2 separate regions of the Rattus norvegicus genome follow, and region 2 is linked to region 1. A link is a contact called in public Hi-C data. All regions are on one chromosome and are shown on one strand. The core of a region is the stretch at or near the end of the contact, and the rest is flanking DNA. Distances in the headings are between cores, read along the strand shown.

Region 1 (4,817 bases), core at 1,717-4,216:
AAGTGGGGAAGCTTCCCGAACCTTTGAAAGCCCCATGATGAGGCTTGTCCCCAGGACATTTGTCCCTCTGACCATCTAGTAGACCCTCAGAGGATTTTGTTGTTTCAGACAAGGTCTGGCTGTATCCCTGACTGACCTCAGAATTTGTAGATATCTAGGCATGTGATACACTACACCTAGCTCTGTCTTAATGGACAAAAACAAATTATAATATCCCCCCCTTTTTTTTTTTTTTTTAAAAGACAGTATTTTGTATGTGTAATAGCCTGCCAGCCTGCCTGCACCACATTTGTCTGGGGCCAAAAGAAGCCAGATGAGGATATTGGATCCCTGGGACTCCAGTTGCATGAGCTACCATGAGGACACTGGGGGACTAGAAGCCGGGTTCTCTGTAAAAACAAGCCAGTGCTCTTAACCACTGAGCCGTGAAAAGATTCTTTTAGTGCTGTGTCTGGCTTGGTCTTTTCTCTATACTGTTAAATAACATTTTTTTCTTTTAAGATTTATTATGTATAAGTACCCTGTTACTGTCTTCAGACACACCAAAAGAGGGAATTCCAGAGCTCATTAAAGATGGTTGTGAGCCACCATGTGGTTGCTGGGATTTGAACTCAGGACCTCTGAAGAGCAGTCAGTGCTCTTAACCACTGAGCCATCTCTCCAGCCCTAAATGTTTCTTACAGTTATCTTCATAAAACTTTTCATTCTGCCTATTTGCTTGTCTTTGCCCAGATCCCACAAAGCCTTTGGCTTAAGCTGGTATTGTCCCTGATGGAAGGTTCACAGCTCTCATCTCTGACCTAAGGACTTCTGAGTCCTTACTTTCAATGATTCCCTTCCACTAAGGCCTGCAAGTAGCTGGAGGTAGACTTTGGGGAAATGGTCAGAACCTGGGGGTGAGGGAGGGACAGGTGTTGATGAGCTCCTCAGGATGTTTTTAAATAAAACTGCTTTTTAAGCCGGGAGGTTGCTCAGCAATTAAGAGCCACTTAGATCATTGGCTGATCTTCAGAAGGACTCCAGTTTCATTCCTATTGCCGTGGTAACTCAGAATTGTCTGTAATTCCAGTCCTAGGAGATCTGACACCTTTTCCTGGTCTCTGCTGGCACCAAGCATACATACATGCAGGCAGAATATCTTTATACAAAATAAATTTAAAGCTAATTAAAAATTGTTGCTCAGTTTAAAGTGACGAGCTTAGATCCCAGAGGCCAATTGTTTTGACAGTGTAAGCAACTTTACATTTAATTTCATGTACTTAACCAGAACCATGTTCTTTTCGGTAATGGCTTTCCTTTCAGTTACCCTTAGCTCTTGTCTGAGAGCATTGTCTTCAGACTGTTTCTTCAGTCATATCACAAAGATAATGAGAAGCCTTGCATGCCTAGCTTCTATGTTAGTTTCTGTACGGATTTTTATGGTTAAGGGCAGGTTTGCAGACTTCACGGCCCTGTAGTTAATATTTATTGACTGGCTGGCTGCCCATTTTTTGTAAACCCTGTGTCATAGAAGAGTAGATATAAAAAGCCTCTCCTTGTAAGTCTCAACTGGAGAGGGAAATGACTGTACACAAATAGAGGGGGCTCACAGGGAATTTACAAGATCTATAATGTGCGCAGGTTACAAACACTGTTAAAGGGTTGGGCTGGGGTGTGTGTGGCTCATTTGATGAAGGGGATGCACCTGGGTTCCATCCTTAGGCAGTGTAAAGGGCATAGTGGTGTTCGACTGTAATCCCAGCATGCCGCTTCTGGGTGATGGTTGAAGGGCCACAAGTTGAACTCCCTGTGTCATGTAGCTAGTTTCAAGGCTAGAGCCTAGGCCAAAGAGACTGTTGAAGGCCAAATCTTAGGTGCCATGCTCCTGTAATCCAGTACCTCAAGCAGGAAATAACAAATTTGAGGTCATATATAAGATAAAACCTTGGCTCTGAAAATGAAACTGTAAAAGAAACTGAGACTCACATTTAAAGGGTGCTGGAGAGTTGACTCAGTTGATAAAACATGTACTGTGTGAGCAGGAAGCCCCGAGTTCAGATGCCCAGCTCTTACTGAACTATAGTCCTCTCCTGGGGAGGCAGACCCACAGATTTCTGCCTCGCTGTACTGGGGTCCAGGTCTAATGACAGACCCTGTTCCAGAAAGAAGGAGGGAGGGAGGGAGGTAAAAGAAGGAAGGTGGAAGACAGCTAAAGTTGACCTCTTCCCTGTCTGCACACACAGGTCCATAATGGAAGCTTGGTAATGGGACCTTGTTTGTGAGGCCCAAGGTTATGCTGCTTGCAAAAGGGTCCTGGGGAGAGGGAAAAAACATGCTCAGGGGTGTCAGGGATTTGTCAACAACTGGTGAATTGGTGCCTGATTGTTATCTATATTGATTAGCAGTTACAGTTTGGGTGTGGCATTTGCCTGATGGTTGGTTAGTTATTTTGAGGCAGGCTCTCATTCTGTAGCCCAGGCTGGCCTTAAATAGAAATCCTACCTAAGTGCAAAGCTCCCCCAGGGTTGTTAAACAGTAGTTCCTCCCCATTCTGTTTTCCCCGAGTTACAGGGGTAATGCCTTCCTGAACAGATGATGGCAATGCTGTGCTGTCTCCCCTCTCCCAACTGGTCAAAGCAAAAAATGCATTCCATCAAGCATTAAATTTTGTAAAGATGGTTTGCTTATTAAATTTTTGGCATAGACTGCCATTTATGGTATTTTAGGGTGCAGCCCAAGGGATTATTAATGTATCAGCTCTCTTGTTGGTTTTAAGACATTAAATAAAGGTCTGCCATGTGCTTATTGCTGGGACTGCATTGGAGGTGATCACCCTCATCACTCTCCATATCCTCACATCCGCCCTTTAAAGGTAGCTGTGTCCATGTGACCTCACACACAACACTCAGTGTTGCCATAGGAAGCATCATTAGCATGTTTTGTGAGCACTTCACTAATTGGTTAGTTTGGAGCAACCCTGGTTACAATTTGGGAACAAGTGCCCCTTCAGCCACAAGGGGGAGTAAGAGACTAAACTCAGAAGCAGCAAGCCTGTTAAATTCATGGCTTAGCTTTCTGTTATATATTTTAAGAGAACTAGAAATGATGGTAAATTCTGTAGGTCTACAGAATAAAGTACTGGGGAAACTTTACGTGGGAAAGAATTGCCCAAGACTAGGAATGTGCACCATGTCCTCCTCTCTGGGGGTGTTTTGGTGTCATTGAGTGATGTGGCGATACACTAAAGTAGAGGAGTGGGTTTTGGAGTCACATTACAGTTGAGCTGCATTTTCAGAGTTTAGTTCATTAGTTTTAGGATCATTGTGAGGGTGCATGTAGCTGTGTGTATGACTAGTCTTGGATAGTGCACACTGGATTTGAAGTTGTAGTCCTGTCTCTACCTCCCAAGTGTTGGCACTTATGCCCAGATCTCTGTTTTTTGAAATAGGGTACAATTCATGCCAAAGCTCAGGCCAGTCTCACACTTGGCGCAGTCTTCCTCCCAAGTGCTAGGGCTATAGGCACAAGCACCAATCTGTTACCCTCCTGCAATTGATGCAGTGCTTGTTCTAAGTGTAGAAAGCGAGAGCTGTCTCCCCATGTTTACTCATGCATCACTGCTTCTGTGCTGCCTCTGGAATTTGAAATACATTTGCACCTAAACCACAGGACACTTCTTTACTGGAGTCAGTTTTCCTTCTTGGGGTGGGGGGTCTTAAGCATTAAAATCATGTCACCAGTCTTGGCACAAGGCCTTTAACCATCTTACCTGCTCTTAAATTTTTTAAGTATATTCGTGTTTTGTCCAAGTGTGTGTCCGTTCACTGAGTGGGTGCCTGGTGCCCTTGGAGGCCAAAGGAAGGTACTAGATCCCCTGGGGACTGGAGTTACAGATGGATGAGAACTGCCCTATGGGGAGCCTTGGCAGTCTGGAAGAGCGGCCAGCATTCTTAGGTACTGTGCCATCTCTCCAGCCTGTTTTTATGGTTTTAACCGGGAATCCAACCAAATTGTTTACTTACAGGTTTTTCTTAAATACGACATTGGACCACTGTTCTTATCAGATGGTTCCAGAATTCTGTTCCCTTACACCCTTGAATCACTGTCCTTTAGTTGGGCAGCTTTTCCATCTGCTTTTCATGGTTTTGGTCTTTCCCCCGTTTCCTGGTACACTGTCCTTTGATTTGGTTTACTTTTGTAATTCTTAGTTAGATACTTCAGGCTTTCTTAAAGTCAGAGGAGGAAATGTACTCTCAAATATCTAGGAAATCTGAAGGTTGATGATAGATTGGGGAACACTTAGCATATTGGGGACCACTTAGCATATTGGGGACACTTCTGGGATTAAAATGGAAAGCAAACTGAAGTTAATGTTGCAGTGAAACCGGGTGAGTGAAGAGTGATCCTTGTACTGCCTCAATGGCCAGTTCTCACTGGCCTTTGTTGCTCTAGAGTGAGTTCCCTTGGCTCAGGCAGGTGGGCAGACACTGCTCTGTGGCTGCTGCTCCTATCACGGGTGCTTGCCCGGCACCGCGTGTGTGTCGTCCTGGCGAGCACTCAGCATCAGAAACACAGATTTTTTTTTTTTTTGTCTTAGGAAACTACTAATTATCTGATAGTGTCAGCCTTAGTTTATATTGTATCTTAATTGTCTAAAAGTTAAATAGTGAGCTTCGTTTATTTTTATATTTGAGAAGTGGGTCTTTAAGGCACTAAGGTCATAAAAATTGTTCTACTGAAGGTTGTTGTAAAATTCTCTTTTTATTTAAAGTAGGCTGTTGAAAGTATGCATTCATTGTAATTCAGTCAGAACTTTATTTGAGCATCTTAGAAGCAGG
Region 2 (4,582 bases), core at 1,847-4,346, 320 kb before region 1:
GGGAGATAGCAACCGTGGAAGCCATGCAAACACCGAATGGCTTTTGGATGCAGAGCAACTAGTCAGTTACCCAGCAGAGCCCAGAATGTCAGTGCTTAAGGTTTCCTAAGAGCAAGGGCTGGAGAGGCTCAGTGGTTAAGGGCACTTGTTGCTCTTTCAGATGACCCAGGTTCCATTCCCAACACACATGTGCCAGCTCAACAGCCTGTGTGACTCCAGTTCCAAAGAATCTTGCGCCCTCTTTTGACCGACACTGGTACTACACATGTATAACGCACTTACATGTAGACATATACACACAGAGAAAATAAAAATTTTAATTATCTAAATAGTTTTTAATTTTAAAATTTAAAAAGAATGACTTAAAAAAAAAAACAAAAACCAAGAGCGTGTGAACGCCACAGTAACATTTGATTTGCTCAAAACAGCCCACATCTACATAAACACATTATGGGTGCGTTTAAAATAAATTTCAAATTGTTTAGAGTTTCAATTCCCAGAAGCTCAAATTGAGATGTTGCTCCTTGTCTGGGTCACTGGCCTTCTGCTGATGCCGAGTAACAAGCTACAAGATGACGGTTTCCTGAGTTACCGAAGAATGGTCCAGGCGCATGCTGGTAGTGCTACGGACTGAGATCCTTGCTGTGAACCTTCCTGGATATCGTTCATCATTAATGCCACTCCCTGTCCACCTAACCAGAAGAACCGATTTACAAGCAATACCATTTCTTCGCCATTGCTAGAAAGCAGGGTTGTCTACAGTGCAAACAGCCAAATTTTCAGCCCTGCAAGAAACTGTTGGGGATTTGATTTGTGCTTACGTGGGAATTCACATTTCCACTGCAGGTCCTGCCAACAGTTGGTTTTTTGACTTGTCAATAAAGAAGCAGTGGCCAATGGCTGGGCAGGGGGATAGAGGTGGGGCTTTTAGGATTCCTGGGAAAGAAATGCAGAAACAGGAAGAGGAATTCCACCTAGAGGAGGGCAAAGAAGATGGACCATATGGGGAAAGGTGCAGGAGGGAGAGCCCACCGACAAGTTAGAATCAGGGAAAGTGGCTCTAGGGGCCACTCCCCCTATTGGGTCTGGGGTAGCAGAGATGAAATAAAGATTTAGCAAGTATTAACTCTGGAACGTTGGAGGGGAGTGTGTTAGCCACACAGAAGTACAAGAGTGACCTATCCATTGAGTTAGCCAAGACATATTAAAATATTAAAGGTGTGTGTGTGTGTGTGTGTGTGTGTGTGTGTGTGTTTCCCCTGTCCAAGATCCAGAGCCTCTGGAGTAGGTGCTGTGAACGTGTGATCACCCCCCCCCCAAGCATAGAGAAGACTCTTTAATAATTTACCACAACAGATGGTATGCAAAATGGAAGGCACATACCCACTGTTGAAAATTACTTAGAGATTCTCAGATGGAGAACACACACCATGACTTAGATGAAGAGTTGGGAAGAATTGGCTTCTTAGTAGGCTACAGATTTTGCCCAAGAAATCCCAAGTGGGGATTTCTTCCTGTGGGTTTAGAACTAGTACAGAGAGTTTGGGCTCAGAGGTACTAGGAGCCCCTGCTTTGCAAAGAGACAGGCTACTTGAAAGTCAGTCAGAGACAAATGGTGGAAGTTGCCTGTCTCCTACAACCAGATAAAGAGATGAATGAAATTTGCTTTAATTGGTTTTAAGGATAGAAGGTAGTATAATGGTAATTGTTTAAATGCTCTTAAGTACGCACGGATATTGCAGTAAATCTCCAACCTCAATAAGTCCATGTAAAAACACACAACTCAGTTACAATTTTTATAAACTGCATGCTAGATCGGTCAGATTTATCACTACACTACTCTGTTCCCCAGCTATGAGACCCCTTGTTATTTGCTGCTTCTCTGGGTCATGTGGTTATCGATTCTCATCACAGAGGAAATGGATGGGTTCTCCACTTTAAAGGCCTAGATTTAAAGCTCGTTCTAATTTTATTGGCATTTGAGTTAATCATTGTAAACTCCCAAGTCTGAATTTCCTAATTCATAAACTAAGAAACACACACACACACACACACACACACACACACACACACACACACACACACACACACACACTGCACATACACAATGGTGTACTTCAAGCAGCTGGGTGTGTCAGGCATGCCTCTGACCAGTCTCTCTTTCCAGCTAATCTGTGGATTTAGCCCTTGAGGGAAATTTAGGCTAAACCTAGTTTACAGTTGCCCAGCAGATGGCGCTGTGGACCGGTCTCAACTTGAAGGTAATTTTAGGGACTTTCCCAACCCCCTAACAGCGGGCTTTTCTCTCAAAGCCTGGAGTCTGCATTGATAAACCCTCCTTCTCTCTGAAATCTTTCAAACGTTATTCATTCACCACAAGCCTGTGAGTGTGAAATGTACAAACTGTCTAGCTATGTAGCCGGTTGTCTGCAACAGCTCAGGGCTTTCCATGGCTCAGGCCTGATTCTAAGGACTAGGGGTAGTGGTAGGATGAAGCAGACAGTTAAGTCTACACACGTACAAGAGTTTTCCAATGGCTCAGCTAAACAACAACAACTACAACAGCAAAACGCTCTGGACGACTTGCTGTCCTCAAATGCTCATTGAAAATAAGCAGGCTTTTTGTTAGTTTGTTAGTTTTGTTTTTAGAAACCAAGATTCTCTGTGTAGTCCTATCCTGGACTGGCCTCAAACTCAGAGATTTGCCTACCTCTGCCTACAGAGTGCTGGGATTAAATGTGTGCGCCACCACCACCTAGCTAATCAGGAGGCTTTCAAGGGGCAGGTGGGCAAGCATTTAGGGGAAGTGACATAATACACAGAGGCCTGAATGTATGACTTCAGTCATACATTGGAATCATGTAGGCGAATTTAGTCCACTCTCATGCCTGGTTAACTGGTTTTGAAGGTCTGGGTTCGGAGGGATTTGAGTTTCTGTTCAGCCCCCCCCGGGGGGGGGCATTGACTGAGTAGCTAGACAGGACAGCATGCTCCTTGTCAGTGATCTCAGAGCAAAGTGTCCCAGCACTGCTGCTACTGCAGTCCTATAAACTGGGTAGCAGAGCTCGGTCAGCAGCTAGAAATGTCTGCCACTCTCTGGTTGCTGAGTCATCTTACTCGTTCCCTCTTTGGATTCATTCCCAAGGCCTGGTTAGGGAGCTATCCCAACATCACTCAGAGATGGGAACGCGGGCTTTGTTAGCAGACAGACTCATCCAAGGCCTCAGACTTAGAACTGATGTCAGCCCATGCTTCCTCCTTGGACCTGCACACCCTGCTTATTTATCCAGAGTCCTAGAGGGACAAGGAGCCCTGGTCCCTGAGACAGGAAAGAGCACTCGTGTGGCCTTGAAGCCGGAGGGATTCCAGGCCCGTGTCCGGGCATTCCTGCATTCTGCCTGTTTTCTTCGGGGGACATGACCCTCAGTGCCAGTGTCAGATGGACGTGATGACAGATGGACTGAACTGTCTGAAGGATCTCTGTGTCCTTCCCAGCTACAGACACCCTGTTTCTAGGATGCTGACCAGGAAAAGGTGGCTGGCCACACCCATCTGCCCCAGACTCAAAACTGCCTAGAGAGGTTAACTTGGCAGACCAAGGATAGGCGACTCCAATAAAAGAGCCCTTTCCATTTAAGATTTATTCTACTGTATGCATGCATGTGTGTCTTTCAAGGGGTGATGAAGGGTCCCCCTGAGGCCAGTAGAGGAGAGTGGATCCCCTGGCCCTGGAGCTACGGGTAGTTGTGAGCTGGTTTGGGGGCCCAGACATGGGTCCTCTGTGAAAGCACTCAACCACTGAGCCATCTCTGCAGCCCCTAGGAGAACACTTCATAGTGCCACCTCCCCCTCATTTGTCCTGGTCCCCAAATCCACAGTTCTCTTCCACTCTATCTGGTCACAGAAACGTTAAAAGAGAAGGAGTCCTCAAGAGAAAGCCAGGGTGTGGCACCACCACCAGCCCTCTTTTGCTGCTCTCCATAGCCAGCTCTGGGGCTAATGTCAAAGCGCCAACTGGACAACCTGTTCCCTGTCTGTGCTAACTTCCAGAGGCTGCCCACTGCTTCTGATTCTTGCCTCTCCCACTAGCCATCCTGGTCTCCTCCATCCCAGTTATAAGGGCCCTTGTGGTCACATTGTGTATGTCCAGGCAACGTGAGATAAGCACTTTGTTGCAGCATCCTTAACCAAATTCCATCTGCAAACTCAATTTGACTCAGTGACTCAGAGCTGCCTTCGTGGGCTTAGAAGGTAGGACATCTTTACGGCCCATTTTGAGCCTAGCACAGGGGAGGGAAAACCTACCAGACATCCAGGCTCACAACCACCTCACAGCTGTGCCCTCTCTGAAGATCTTCGTGAATGAATAGCTGACAACAGATACTGTGCTCCAGGAAATCTATCGCTGGCCATTCATTTGAGGGGAGGCATCTGGGAGCCTTTTGGCTAAAAAGCAGAAAATATGTAGCTCTCTTGTGCATATGGAAATTCCTTAAAACTGTGAGCGCCCATTCATAACTAGCTGGGCGATTATCGTCTTTACAGGAGACGGACGTTGTCTATTCTGCTTCAATTATGTTGG

The links. Hi-C and Micro-C count contacts between places; a contact is called where the count stands out from the background.
Region 2: a contact with region 1 is called in a Hi-C map of psoas muscle, with 2.2 times the contacts expected there. The contact joins two enhancer-like sites. A contact is called at or near these places in 5 of 12 Hi-C or Micro-C datasets (the Rat2 cell line, Schwann cells, frontal cortex and 2 more) and 1 of 1 datasets of contacts at active chromatin or transcription factors (oligodendrocytes).

What each region holds. Positions count from the first base shown.
Region 1 is chr7:69,833,515-69,838,331 of GRCr8, reverse strand. The region is part of intron 2 of Ywhaz (tyrosine 3-monooxygenase/tryptophan 5-monooxygenase activation protein, zeta); the gene reads left to right. Among named protein-coding and RNA genes, the nearest start is that of Ywhaz, 13 kb to the left of the region's middle. Within about 2 kb of position 2,966, at least 19 of the 93 cell types and tissues checked have an H3K27ac peak or open chromatin away from gene starts, as enhancers often do.
Region 2 is chr7:70,155,020-70,159,601 of GRCr8, reverse strand. No RefSeq gene overlaps it. Among named protein-coding and RNA genes, the nearest start is that of Zfp706, 98 kb to the right of the region's middle. Within about 2 kb of position 3,096, at least 57 of the 93 cell types and tissues checked have an H3K27ac peak or open chromatin away from gene starts, as enhancers often do.